Regions from separate parts of the Hordeum vulgare genome. Here region 2 is linked to region 1. A link is a contact called in public Hi-C data. All regions are on one chromosome and are shown on one strand. Each heading gives the region's core, a stretch centred on a gene start, on an enhancer-like site or on the middle of the called end of the contact. The rest is flanking DNA. Distances are from core to core; before and after follow the strand shown.

Region 1 (5,978 bases), core at 2,871-5,370:
ATACCCATTATAGTCTCAACACATTCATACAAGATGGCATTTCCAGCATTCTTGTTTGACTCGGTTTTTGTTGCAACCTGGAAAAATAGCGCAGTTAATTTCCAATGTAATATGCAAACAAGTACCGATTACCAAACAAAATGTGCTTTGTGGTACATTCTCAGTAAATAGGGAAGAAAAGATGAATCTTTCATGGGTCTTCTAATCCAACACACATGCAGCACTACCCTAAGCTGGAGCTAAAGGAACAACAGTATACAGTAATTAACACAACATGAGCAATGGGTCAAGAATGCAAAAGTTGTTCTTCAGACAAAAAAAGAGCAAAACTGAGCTTATGGTGTTGTATAACATCTACTCCCGTCCCAAAATAAGTGTCCCAGACTTAGATTCTGACATATCTCTTGTTGACCTTCTTCCAATCAAGGGATATGCTTATAATATTGTACTCCCTCCGTCCCAAAATAAGTCTGCGACACTTATTTTGGGACGGAGGGAGTACAGTATTATAAGCATATCCCTTGATTGGAAGAAGGTCAACAAGAGATATGTCAGAATACACTGCAGATTTGCTGTCAGATTTTTAGCTTGGTTCTTGAGCCATGTATTACGTGCTCCCATTGTGTTTCGAATTGATGGGTTCAATTGCTTGTGTGATGTAACAATAAAATTCAGCAAGATTTGTCTTTCATCTCAGGCTGCTAAGTTGCTCGAATCTAGAAGTTCATGACTGTATGTTCTAAGCTTGTCCAGTTTCTTTCCTCAATCTGGTGCTCTTACTCTCTCGAGGCTTTGCCAATTGTCATGATTTGTTGCACTTTCAAGCAGATATTGTTATCTGATGCTTTCCACTTTTGTGATTTGCACAGTTAAAATATATGTTTTCCCACATTGTAGCACGGTTGTGTAAGATCACTCAACTTACTGATGTTGTATATCCTCTTAAACAGAATAAATGGTTAACCATTGTCAATACAGATTAAGAAACCAGATAAAACTAGAATTAATAAATAACTTGGGCAACAGGAATTGACCAAATCATCATACTTTGCACGGACAACAATAAATGACAGCATTGTGCATGTGCATGCGGAAACAAAGACAGATACTAACTTATTAAGCAATCACCTGAGCAAGAATGTCATTCATATAGTCACTGCAATCTGCATCGCCTTGACCCAACATACGCATAAGTTTAAGAACTCGAATATGCAAGAAAGGATCCGAAATGCCAGCAACATCATACTCAGGAGCATATGAACTATTGGAGACATCTCTAAGTATCCGGACCAGACCTTCGATGCAGTTCTGCAATGAAATATTTTGCAAAAGTTAAAGAGGATAGCTCGTGTTTCAGGTAATGTTATTTAAAACTTGTAAAGTACTCAGGTTAAATGCTACTCCCTCCGTTCCAAAATATAAGACCTTTTAGAGATTTCACTAGAAGACTACATACGGAGCAAAATGAGTGAATGTACACTCTAAAATATGTCTATGTACATCCGTATGTAGTTTATAGTGCAATCTCTAAAAGGTCTTATATTTAGGAACGGAGGGAGTAGAACACAAAAGATGATTTAATGTATTGACGGTCTTGGGGTGTAATAATCTAATATGTGGAAGCAATTGTAGTACTTTGAAACATAAGGTGTAGACTGCAGGTCAAAGAATATTTTCTATTATGAAACATTGCAGCTTGATTTCTTGACCGCTACAAGGTGTAAAACTTTCTACCAATAAACTTCACTATCATAAATATAATAGTTGAGATGTTACATTAATATACATGATGGGCAACAACTATAAATATAATCATCGATCATCCCTTTGGCGATGTAGGGCAGCCATATGTTTCCCCCTCGTGAGCTCGACCATCCCTTGGCGTGGTTACGATTCTTCCTTCCGAAGCCGGGTTAGCGGGGTGTGCTCCTCTCCGGACCACTTCGTTCCCGTACGACACCTCTCTCCTTGCGGGTGTCGTTGGGTGGCGACCAGATGGCCAACGTTCAAGGCTCTCCTTGCTTGGTCAGATGAAGATAGAAGTTGAGGCCCCCTTTGTGCTGGTTGTGTTATTCTTCATGTCTTTCTCTTCGGCTGCCCTTTGGGTACTCCCGTGCTTGCTCAAGACCCTACCATGGTTGCCGTTGTGCTGCGGCAAGCTTCGAGCTCTTGGTGTGGTCTTGGTTCAACTTTGCTCAGTGACGAAGCAATGATGCCTCCCCAACCTGCTAATCATTTCGACCTCCGTGGCGGATCTTCCGGTCAAGGTTCGTGTTTAGTTCGGCACTCATTGGTTATGGTTGATCCTCTGTTGTGCCGTGGGGCTCGATACGCATGTCGGTGCGGTGCGTTAGGTTGTTTGCAGAGTCTTGGTATTGTGATCCTTCAACAACACCCCACATCTACTTGTGTCTCTCCTGGTGGTGGTCTTTTTGCCTAATAGCTAGGCCATGCCTTTTCCTGGGTGCCAATTTTTTCACATCTTCTGCAACCTTGTTACCTGTACGTTTTTTTGGCCCAGATTCCCTCATAAACGGGGTCAGCTTGTTTAGGTTTTCGATCTGGTTTCCCTTATAAACTGGATCAGCCGAAGTTCAAGGGGTGACTCTTGGCTTTGGCAGCTTTTCAGCAATATATTCAGGTGGGGATCCCCCCCCCCCCCCCCCCGGTGATCGTTCAAAAAAATAATGATCATCGATCATTGTCATAATCCAGTTATTGTCAAAACAGACCTCAGGGCCTCAGGTGTAACATAAAAAAAATGGCATTACCTTTCTCAGGTACTCCAATGCATCTTTGCTGGCTTTACACAATTCAGTGCAGAGCTGAACTGCAGATATCAAAACCCCATGGTGTTTTTCCTTCAGTAATGATGCAGCAAGACCCATGAAATTTTCCGCCAAATCCGGGACTTTTCTTACAATCCTCACAGAGCACAGAGCAGCCTAATAAACAGGGACAAGAATATCATGAATAATACCTCCATAAAACTCATGATTTCAAAGAGAACCAAAGAAAGTATTTTGTCAGTAGCGTAGATGAGTACAGCAAAATGAATAAAATGCCGGGTAATTTTTTTAAATACTCTCTGAAATAACGGGCCAAGAGGAAATCTTTTGTTGCATAGCAAAGCGCCAGGATTTATTTGTGTAAATGACAATCTATAGTGACTGACTTCGATAGTAATGTGCAGTTTCTTAATCTACCCCAAACCTTGGCATACCAACAATTCCTCTGGAAGATGCTTATTTTGGACATGCTCCACCGGATGAGTGGATTCACTGACTATAAACTGAACCGTGTTATGAAAACAAGCACCTTCTTCTTTGTATTAGCATCCCTGCTTCGCATGAGCCTCTCCACTTCAGGCGCCAGATCCCGGGCCATCTCAGCAGAGCAGATGTTCCCGAGCGCGCACAGCGCGAGCCCCACGATGAACTGGTTGGAGTGGTTGAGATCCCTGCCCCCAAATCAAGCAGTAGCATTACTCAAAACTCGGCATCACATCTACGTACTGAAGCAAACACTGTGCAGCAGCAGGGAGGATGCGGGCCTACTGCTTGAGGGAGTTGGTGACGAGCATGAGGACCTCCTGGCGCTCGTCGAGGAGCAGCATGAGGCCGAGGTAGCCGATCCGCTTCTCGGGGTATCCGACGGCGGCGATGAGCTTGAGGCACTCCATCTGGCCGAAGTGGGTGGGGTAGCCGAGCATGTGGATGAACATGAGCTTGGCCATGTTGCGGTGCCGCAGGTCCTGCCCGTCCCCGCTGATCGCCGCCCGTATCGCCGCGCACTCCCGCCGCACCACCGCCCGCTCCTCCGCCGCCGTCTTGCACGCGCGTATCGCCCGTATCATGTCCCTGCGGGAAGGAAGGAAGGAAGGAAGATCGGTCAGTCAGAGCAAGCAAGCAAGCAGGCGCGATTCGCAGCATTGCCGCGGCGGATCCGGGGGTGAATTTCGGGGTTTGGGGCTCACCGCAGGCGGGTGCCGGAGGAGAAGGGGTTGAGGGCCATGTCCGAGGCGAAGTCCTCGACGATCTTCTCGACGGTATCCAGCTTGGGATCCCGGGGAGCGCGCGCGCGAGCGCGCGCACGAGAGGGGCGTGGGGGTGGGGGTGGGAGCTCGCGGGATCTGGCGGCCGAGGTGGTTGGGGGCGGGAAGGAAGGAAGCAGGGAGGCAGCGGGGAGGAGGACGATGGGTGGATCTGGAGGAGTGGAAATGGTGGCGACGGTCGGTGCTCGGTGGTGGGAAGAACTGCCGGCGGCCCCCTGTATTTTTCTGTATTTTAAAAACTTCAGCCCCGTTTGGAACCATGGAAGTTCAAACATAAAATTCGGAGGAATTCGTGTGGAGACGTTTCGATTAAGCGACGGTGTGAGGAGTTTTTATGCGATGGATTTGGTGAGCTACATTCTCGAGAGCAGGTTGAGTAAACATAGACCCGCGAAACCCACAAAGACTGAAACGGCGTAATTCGGTGCTGCGTAGTGATAGCACGGTAGAAGTGAACCCTCGTGTGGAAAGAACTAGGTGTGTACATGTGTTTACATCCGTGTGCATAGATGAAGGATAAGTTTTATGTCTTTCTTTTTCTAAATGATTGCTTTTATGCATATTTTCTTCCTTTTTCAACCAGATCTACTCGTCTTGAAGCGTGTCAAGATATAAAGAAAGACGGCTGCTACGGATCAACCGATTGGTTTTTCAGAAAATCAGCCGGGTCCCCAGCCATTAGATGCATTCCACACAGACGCTGAATCGGGTCAACGCGAGCAACGACCGCTCGTCGTGGTGAAGATCCATTGCGGCGTGAGTGGAGCTTCACTGCAGCTCGGGCGCTGCATATCACAAATCTTGGCGTCGTCGATGAAGCTCCATTGCAGCCGTCGGTGAAGCTTCATTGCAACTTTGGGCGCTGCATGGCAACTCTTGGCGCCGCCGGTGAAGCTCCAATGCAACCGCCTATGAAGCTTCATTGCAGCGCGACACGGCGGCGCTCCAACGCAGCAACGACGACCCATCACAGCCCCAGTGATGCTTCACTGGAGCGCGAACTCCTGCACGGCGGCGCTCCAACGCAGCAACGACGACCCATCACAGCCCCGGTGATGCTTCACTGGAGCGCGAAATCCTGCACGGCGACGCTCCAACGCAGCAACGACGACCCATCACAGCCCCGGTGATGCTTCACTGGAGCGCGAACTCCTGCACGGCGGCGCTCCAACGCAGCAACGACGGCCCATCACAGCTCCAGCGATGCTTCACTGGAGCTGGAGCGCAACAATGACGATGCAGCAAATGACGACTGTTGTGATGAGGTTAGGGGAGCCCCTGTCGCTTCGGCCGCCGCCACACTTCAACACCTTCGACAGCGCGGCTCCCCCCAATCCCGTCGGCGACGCGTTGGACGGTCATCCCATCGGATCAACGGGTACCCCATCTAGGAAGAAAAGAGTGGGGGAGTGGGTGAGGGAGGGAGGAACGAGGAAGACGATCCAAGTGTGGAGAGGATAAGGCTGGGATGTGGTGTGCGAACCTCGTGCAGGGCACGTATCGTTAGGAGAGAGCGGCTTACACAAGGGAGAGATCAGACGGTTTATTTTAAGTGTTTTCCATAAAGAAATCATCATTTGAAAAAATTGTTATTAATTTATTTTGGTTATAATAATACGACGTAGCTTAGGTATCTCATGCTTTTGTGGTGTCCATTGAGGTTGAAAGCATATGACGAGCCTAAACCAACCGTTTAGTTTTCGATCCCAGGCATTTGGCAGGGCTCACCATGATCACATCTAGGCTTCGCTTGTAATTTTTACCTAAACTTTAGCCTTCCTTACTTGGAGAAAAAAGTTCAAATAACTTTTTCCTAATAATTTTGAGGAGATAAGGAAGCTTAAAATTAAAGGAGAAAATTGAACCAACGAAATACTTCTAAAGAGATGTCATACTTTTTTCTTAGGTATGTACCTAATCAATT
Region 2 (6,392 bases), core at 2,945-5,444, 150 kb after region 1:
ATCCACCAAAAAGGGGGAGATTGTTAGGGCATAGTTTATGCCTAAGTAATTTTGGTGATTGATGACAGTACCGCAAAGGACTAACCGTGTGTGTTAAGATTTTAGATAACACATGTCAACGGCACAAGACGACTCGCCCCCTCTTTCCATGGAACAGAAGCACGGTGTACTCTACGATCCTTTTTCTTTGAGTCATAGGAACACCGTACTATTAAGAGGGGACCCGTACTGGAAAGGTTTGGGTGGAATCAATTTTGCACGCACACACTTTATCTCCTTTCCCCTTGCCTGCAACTTTGGAGTGGCTCCTACCTTTGTGTTTATCTCTTCTTAGCAAATGGTTCCTCAGCGGTAGTACCGCTGTGCCTAGCGGTAATACCGCTGCAGCCAGCGGTAGTACCGCTACCCTGGTCAGCGGTAGTACCGCTCGAGGAGCTTAGTACCGCCTTCCTAGCGGTTGTACTTTGACGGACCTTTTTGCGAAGACTTTCTTGGCGGTGGTTGGCCCGGTAGTGCTTATGCACTACCATGGGCACAGTGGTAGTACCGCTGCATCCAACGGTAGTACCGCTAGGCACGGGCTGTGAGTGGGAAAACGGCTGGATTCTTCCCCCACTATATAAGGGATTCTTCTAGCTGTGGAACCTTATCTCTTACCCTCCCAAGCTGCATTGTTGCTCCCTAAGCTCAAAAGTGCCCGATATCTCTCCCTAGCCAATCAAACTTGTTGATTCTTTAGGGATTGGTTGAGAACACCTAGATCTACACTTTCACCAAGAGAAAAGTTGATTCCCCACCAATCCCTTGCAGATCTTGTTACTCTTGGGTGTTTGAGCATCCTAGACGGTTGAGGTCACCTCGGAGCCACATTCCATTGTGGTGAAGCTTCGTGGTCTTGTTGGGAGCCTCCAAGCTTTGTGTGGAGTTTGCCCCAACCTTGTTTGTAAATGTTCGGTCGCCGCCTTCAAGGGCACCTATAGTGGAATCACGGTACCTTGCATCGTGTGAGGGCGTGAAGAGAATAGGGTGGCCTTAGTGGCTTATTGGGGAGCATTGTGCCTCTACACCGCTCCAACGGAGACGTACTTCCTGTCAAAGGGAAGGAACTTCGGTAACACATCCTCGTCTTCATTGGTTCCACTTGTGGTTATCTCTAACCTTTACTTTGTGTATGCTTATGTTGTTGTTTATCTCTTAATTGTCTTAGTAGCTCTTGTTGTTAGCTTTATTACGGTTCACCCCATTGTTGCTATTATTGTGAACCCATATGTTGTTTACCCTAACTTGCTAAGATTAATTAAAAAGTGGTCGTTGCCTATTGACCCCCCTCTAGTCAACCATATAGATCCTTTCACCCTTGACGAACGCCATGCTGTAGCGGCTCGCCGTCGTCGGGTTCTCCCCCGGGGTCTCCGCAGAGCGGGGGCTGCCTTTGTTGGGGGCGTGCAGGGCGCCGACAGGGCTGGGCGTGGGGGCAGTCCCATGCCAGGGCGTCGAGGGCGTGCTGCCCCTACCGGGCGGAAATCCGGAGGGCAGAACCCATGGTGGGCAGATGTCGGGGGTGCGTGCGCGGCCTCTCTGCCGAGCGGAGATTCGGCCGTCGCAACCCTACTGCGGCAACCGCCTCCCGACCTTCTCGTGGCGGGGCGGGGCGAGCCCGTGGTGGGGCGGCGATGGCGGCAGCTGGGGCGGTTGCGGGGCGAGTGGTGGCGGGCGATGGTGGCGAGGGCCGGGGCGGCGGAGATTCGGCCGTCGCAACCCTAGTGCGGGAACCGCCTCCCGGCCTTCCCGTGGCGGGGCGGGGCGAGGCGAGCCCGTGGCGGGATGGGGCGAGGCGGCGGCGGGGCGGCGATGGCGGGAGCTGGGGCAGTGGCGGGGCGAGTGGTGGCGGGCGATGGTGGCGAGGGCCGGGGCGGCGGTGGCGGCGGTGTCGGGGGCCGACGGGGTGCGAGGGTAGCGGGTAGCATGGGGAGTGGGAGGTTTTCTTTTTCTTTTTTGTCCCGAGGTGCGCAGCGGTGTTGTGGGTCGGGAGTCATTAGCGAGAGTTTCATTCAGAGCGTTTTCGTTAGCGAGAGTTTCATTAACAGCGTCATTAGACTGTTGATAATGTGATTAGGCGTTTCAGATCTGTAGTTGGATCTGCCCTCTCGTGCTTTTATTAGTACAGATTCGTATGGCCTTACAAACACACCTACACGAAAAAAAAGATTACACTCAAAGATTCTTTTTCCTTGTGCATCCACCGTTGGCGCGCCGTAAGCACAACTCGAAGCTGCCTCTGGGTCTGTGTGCCTTGGCGGAGCTAACTTTATGTAATGCATGACGGCATGAACTTGTAGAAGTAACGGTCCATGACTATGGCTTGTGACAACTTTCTTTCTTTTCAAAATTAAGTTTTTGGAAATCGTTTTTTACCGCGCGCCGGTCGAACCGACGCGCCGGTCGCCCCCTGGCGCGCGGGCCCTTGTAACATTTTTTGTCATCCGTGTGCTTCTTCGTTCAATGGATGCAACATTTTTCGTCTAAATATGTTGTAACCTGCGTCATTTTTGCTGCAATCATTTTTTTTACTATATTTTGTCTCGGTAAAAAAGCTGCATATACGTTTGGTTGCAACTCTAGTTCGTCGGATTTTTTGTTACAATCGATGTTTTTTACTTTTTGCTATAACCGTGTTAATTTTTGCTACAACCGGCATCATGTTTTGCTGTAACCGTTCACTAAAAAGTTGCATACACGTCACGTAAATTTTTGTTACAACCGGCATTTGACTTTTGCTACCACGTACCATCAGCTTTATTTTTTTTGCTACGATCACGTAGATTTTTTTTTGTTGCAACCATGAAAAAATTGCTGCATGACATCAAAATTTTGCTGCATAGGGAGGAAAATGTTGCATGCGGATCCAACGGTGCGGTCGACGCGGGGTTGGTGGATCCTGCGGCCCGTGCGCGGTCGGCCGAAAATCTGGACCGGCGCATCGGCGCAGATCATCCCCCCTAAATTTTCCCCCTAAAAACTCACTAAATCAAGACGCAATAATGCAAAAAAAGAAAACGCACAAGGACAAAAACAAGAGATCACACATGTTCTTTGGAGAGCCTACACATCGATTTTCTATGTGTACGGCTCTATCAGGTGAAGCTGGTTTATTTGGGAGCGAACAAGGCACACGGGAGTTACCTCCTGTTTTCATTTCTAAGAGTGATGAATAGGAGCATCCCGCGTTTAGAAGCATCTTGGGTGTGAAAGTAGTCGTCGCGGCCTGGCGCAAGCGACCATAGCGGGACCTCCTATTTTGCATCCTAGGCGATAGATTGTCACTAAGACGCACGTGTGGGTCGACCCACCTAGCACTTCATGCACCTCCATATCGATGGCGGAGCAAACGATTTTCGGTATGGTTTTAGCTGAGTTTTCTTTAATTTTGATTTCCTTGTATTTCAGTTGGTTTCCATCCATTTTTTTATTTCAGGAACAAAATGTTCAGTAAAATATTTACAAAAATTAAAAACATGCACACATTTTTTTAAAAAAAATCATGATTTGTGAAAACATTCATGTATTTTATTTTTCAAAAATTTCTGAAGAATAAATTAATGTTTCAGGAATTTAAATAATGTTCTCAGTTTTGAAAAAATCTGCATGTATTTAAAAGACTGCATTCAACTGTATTTCCTAGGAAAGAACGTTGATTTTAAGAAAATTAGGCACTTGAAAATTTGCATTAAAGATCTTTATCTTCTATTTTCAAGAAAAAGCATTGAATTTCCAAAATATCCGATAGTTCAAGAATTTTGGAAAGAAAAGCAGAAAAAGCAAAAGAAACACAGAGAAAAAAGAAAAAAAAACGTAGCACCGTAGTACTTTTTTCATCCGGAAATACTTGTCTTAAAAATGAATGATTTTTCGAGGGAGGATAAACACAGCCCGGGAAACTCCAAACCCCAAACCGATGGAGGGAAGCCACCCACGCGGCGAGCGAGATGGCGGGAAAGCGAAACCCCTCTCCGCCACCGACATGTGGGACCACAGCCTCCCTCGGGCCCACACGCCAGTCCAATCCTCCGGTGGAAGGAGGCGCGAGCGGGAAAATATATCCCGGCGCGCGCCCAATTTCTCCCTCCCATCCCCACCCCGCTCCCCCTCGACCTCCCCCCCCAAACCCATCCCCACCCCGCTCCCCCTCGACCCCGCCGCCGCCGCCGCCCTCCCGCCGGACGCGAAGATGCTGGAGCTGCGGCTGGTGCAGGGGAGCCTGCTGAAGAAGGTGCTGGAGGCGATCAAGGAGCTGGTGACGGACGCCAACTTCGACTGCTCCGGCACCGGCTTCTCGCTGCAGGCCATGGACTCCTCCCACGTCGCGCTCGTCGCCCTCCTCCTCCGCTCCGAGGGCTTCGAGCACTACCGCTGCGACCGCAACCTCTCCATGGGCATGAACCTCGGCAACATGGCCAAGATGCTCCGCTGCGCCGGCAACGACGACATCATCACCATCAAGGCCGACGACGGCTCCGACACCGTCACCTTCATGTTCGAGTCGCCCAGTAAGCGAACCCCCCCGCTCGATCTGTTTTCCCCCCCTTTGCTCCTCGTGGCTCCGTCGGTGACCCCGATCTGGATGGATCATGGATGGATGGATGAACAGATCAGGATAAGATTGCCGACTTCGAGATGAAGCTCATGGACATCGACAGCGAGCACCTCGGCATCCCCGACTCGGAGTACCAGGCCATCGTCCGCATGCCGTCCTCCGAGTTCTCCAGGATCTGCAAGGACCTCAGCAGCATCGGCGACACCGGTATGCTCATCTACTGTAATCTTGTTATGCTGCACCTGCGCTTGTCATCTCTGTTTCTCGCTTGTCTGACGGCGGCTTCTGCTCTGTGCGCTGCAGTTATTATCTCTGTCACCAAGGAGGGTGTCAAGTTCTCCACTGCTGGAGACATTGGGACTGCAAACATCGTTTGCAGGCAGAACAAGACTGTTGACAAGGTTCCTTTCTTGTCTTGTTTCTCCACTAGTTACTATGGATATATTGTCCTTGTAGGCATTTATATTGTGAATTTTTTGGGGTGTATTGCATAACAAGAGTTTGGAATCGCATTTGCAGCTATGCTTGTATTTTATGAATACCTTAATTTTAGCAATACGAATAGACAGTCACACCTAATTCTCAATCAGATCGTTTAGTGCTTACTCAGTTATAATATTTGAACGATTTGGTAGCTACTGTTGATGCTGTCCTTTACTTAAGATAATTAGCCTAAATTGTCTTACTATTTGCAGCTCATAGATACACACTACCCTACTGTTTGTTCCCTCGCATAGACTAAAATGGCAGTCTGCAGTTAATTATAATTATGCTGCTTTCAAATGTTCAGTTTTCCTACAGTGTCATACTAAAAAATGGTGTTGTTTCATAGCTTCGCCCACTGTCATATATACTAAAAGATGGTGTTGTTTCATAGCTTCATCCACTGAAAATGATTCCAACAATCTAGTGAAGCCGAGCTACATATTTTCTAAGATGATATTTATCATAATACAAACTAGTTTGGATGAACCCTGTACTCTTTAGTGCCCTGAGCTGGCGAGCCTACCAACTGAAGTAGTGTGCACAGTTACTTCAGTGAACAAAAAAAAATATTCAGCTTGAGCCATGTATGGAGTATCCAGCTCGCCTATATTTTACGCTTGCAAATTCATTTCAGTTTGGGCCTTGGTTTTCATACTGGAGTACTATTGTAGGGACATGTTTCAGTATGATATCTAATGATTGTCTTGTATCATTGCAGCCTGAAGAATCTACCATTATAGAGATGCAAGAGCCGGTGTCACTCACCTTTGCTCTGAGGTACATGAACTCTTTCACCAAGGCAAGCCCACTGTCGGACCAAGTCACCATCAGCCTCTCGTCTGAACTGCCGGTGGTTGTGGAGTACAAGATCGGCGAGATGGGCTACATTAGGTTTTATCTGGCACCAAAGATTGAAGAAGATGAGGAAATGAAGGCATGATTGTGTTCCAAGGATATGCTTGTCTTGCCTACTTTTTCCTTAGCTGTTAAATTGCTGTTTGCTTAACTATTGTTTGTAAGCAAAAATGATGTTATCCTTGTTTTAGCTACCCTTGTATCTGTGACTGTTGCTCCATGGATTTCCAAGGATGAATGTTAGATTAGTGAATTATGCTAGTCCATGTTACACCAGTGCTGTTATGGTTAGATTTAGCATATTTTCTCCTTGACAGGAATTTAGGGTGCTGTGTGGAAACAAGAAACCATAATTCCTAGCTGCTAGTGCTGATGTTCTTTCAGAGAAGTAGCAACCTATTTGTTATCAGTTTGGTTCATTGGCAGCTAGCAGTGTTGTTTTAGTTGTTGATTCACC

Evidence for each region. A called contact is a pair of places that touch in the nucleus more often than the background predicts.
Region 2: a Hi-C map of leaf shows a contact between it and region 1, with 2.4 times the contacts expected there. The contact joins the promoter of LOC123406159 here to the promoter of LOC123406266 in region 1. A contact is called at or near these places in 3 of 6 Hi-C or Micro-C datasets (leaf and seedling).

Annotation. Positions count from the first base shown.
Region 1 is chr6H:545,709,770-545,715,747 of MorexV3_pseudomolecules_assembly, forward strand. It overlaps LOC123406266 (AP-1 complex subunit gamma-2-like), which reads right to left and starts at 4,121. Exons shown (of 20, transcript XM_045099751.1): 1 at 3,977-4,121; 2 at 3,558-3,860; 3 at 3,319-3,460; 4 at 2,772-2,945; 5 at 1,129-1,308; 6 at 1-77. The coding sequence starts at 4,014.
Region 2 is chr6H:545,860,993-545,867,384 of MorexV3_pseudomolecules_assembly, forward strand. It overlaps LOC123406159 (proliferating cell nuclear antigen), which reads left to right and starts at 4,195. Exons shown (of 4, transcript XM_045099636.1): 1 at 4,195-4,547; 2 at 4,649-4,801; 3 at 4,898-4,995; 4 at 5,799-6,196. The coding sequence starts at 4,229. The coding sequence ends at 6,020.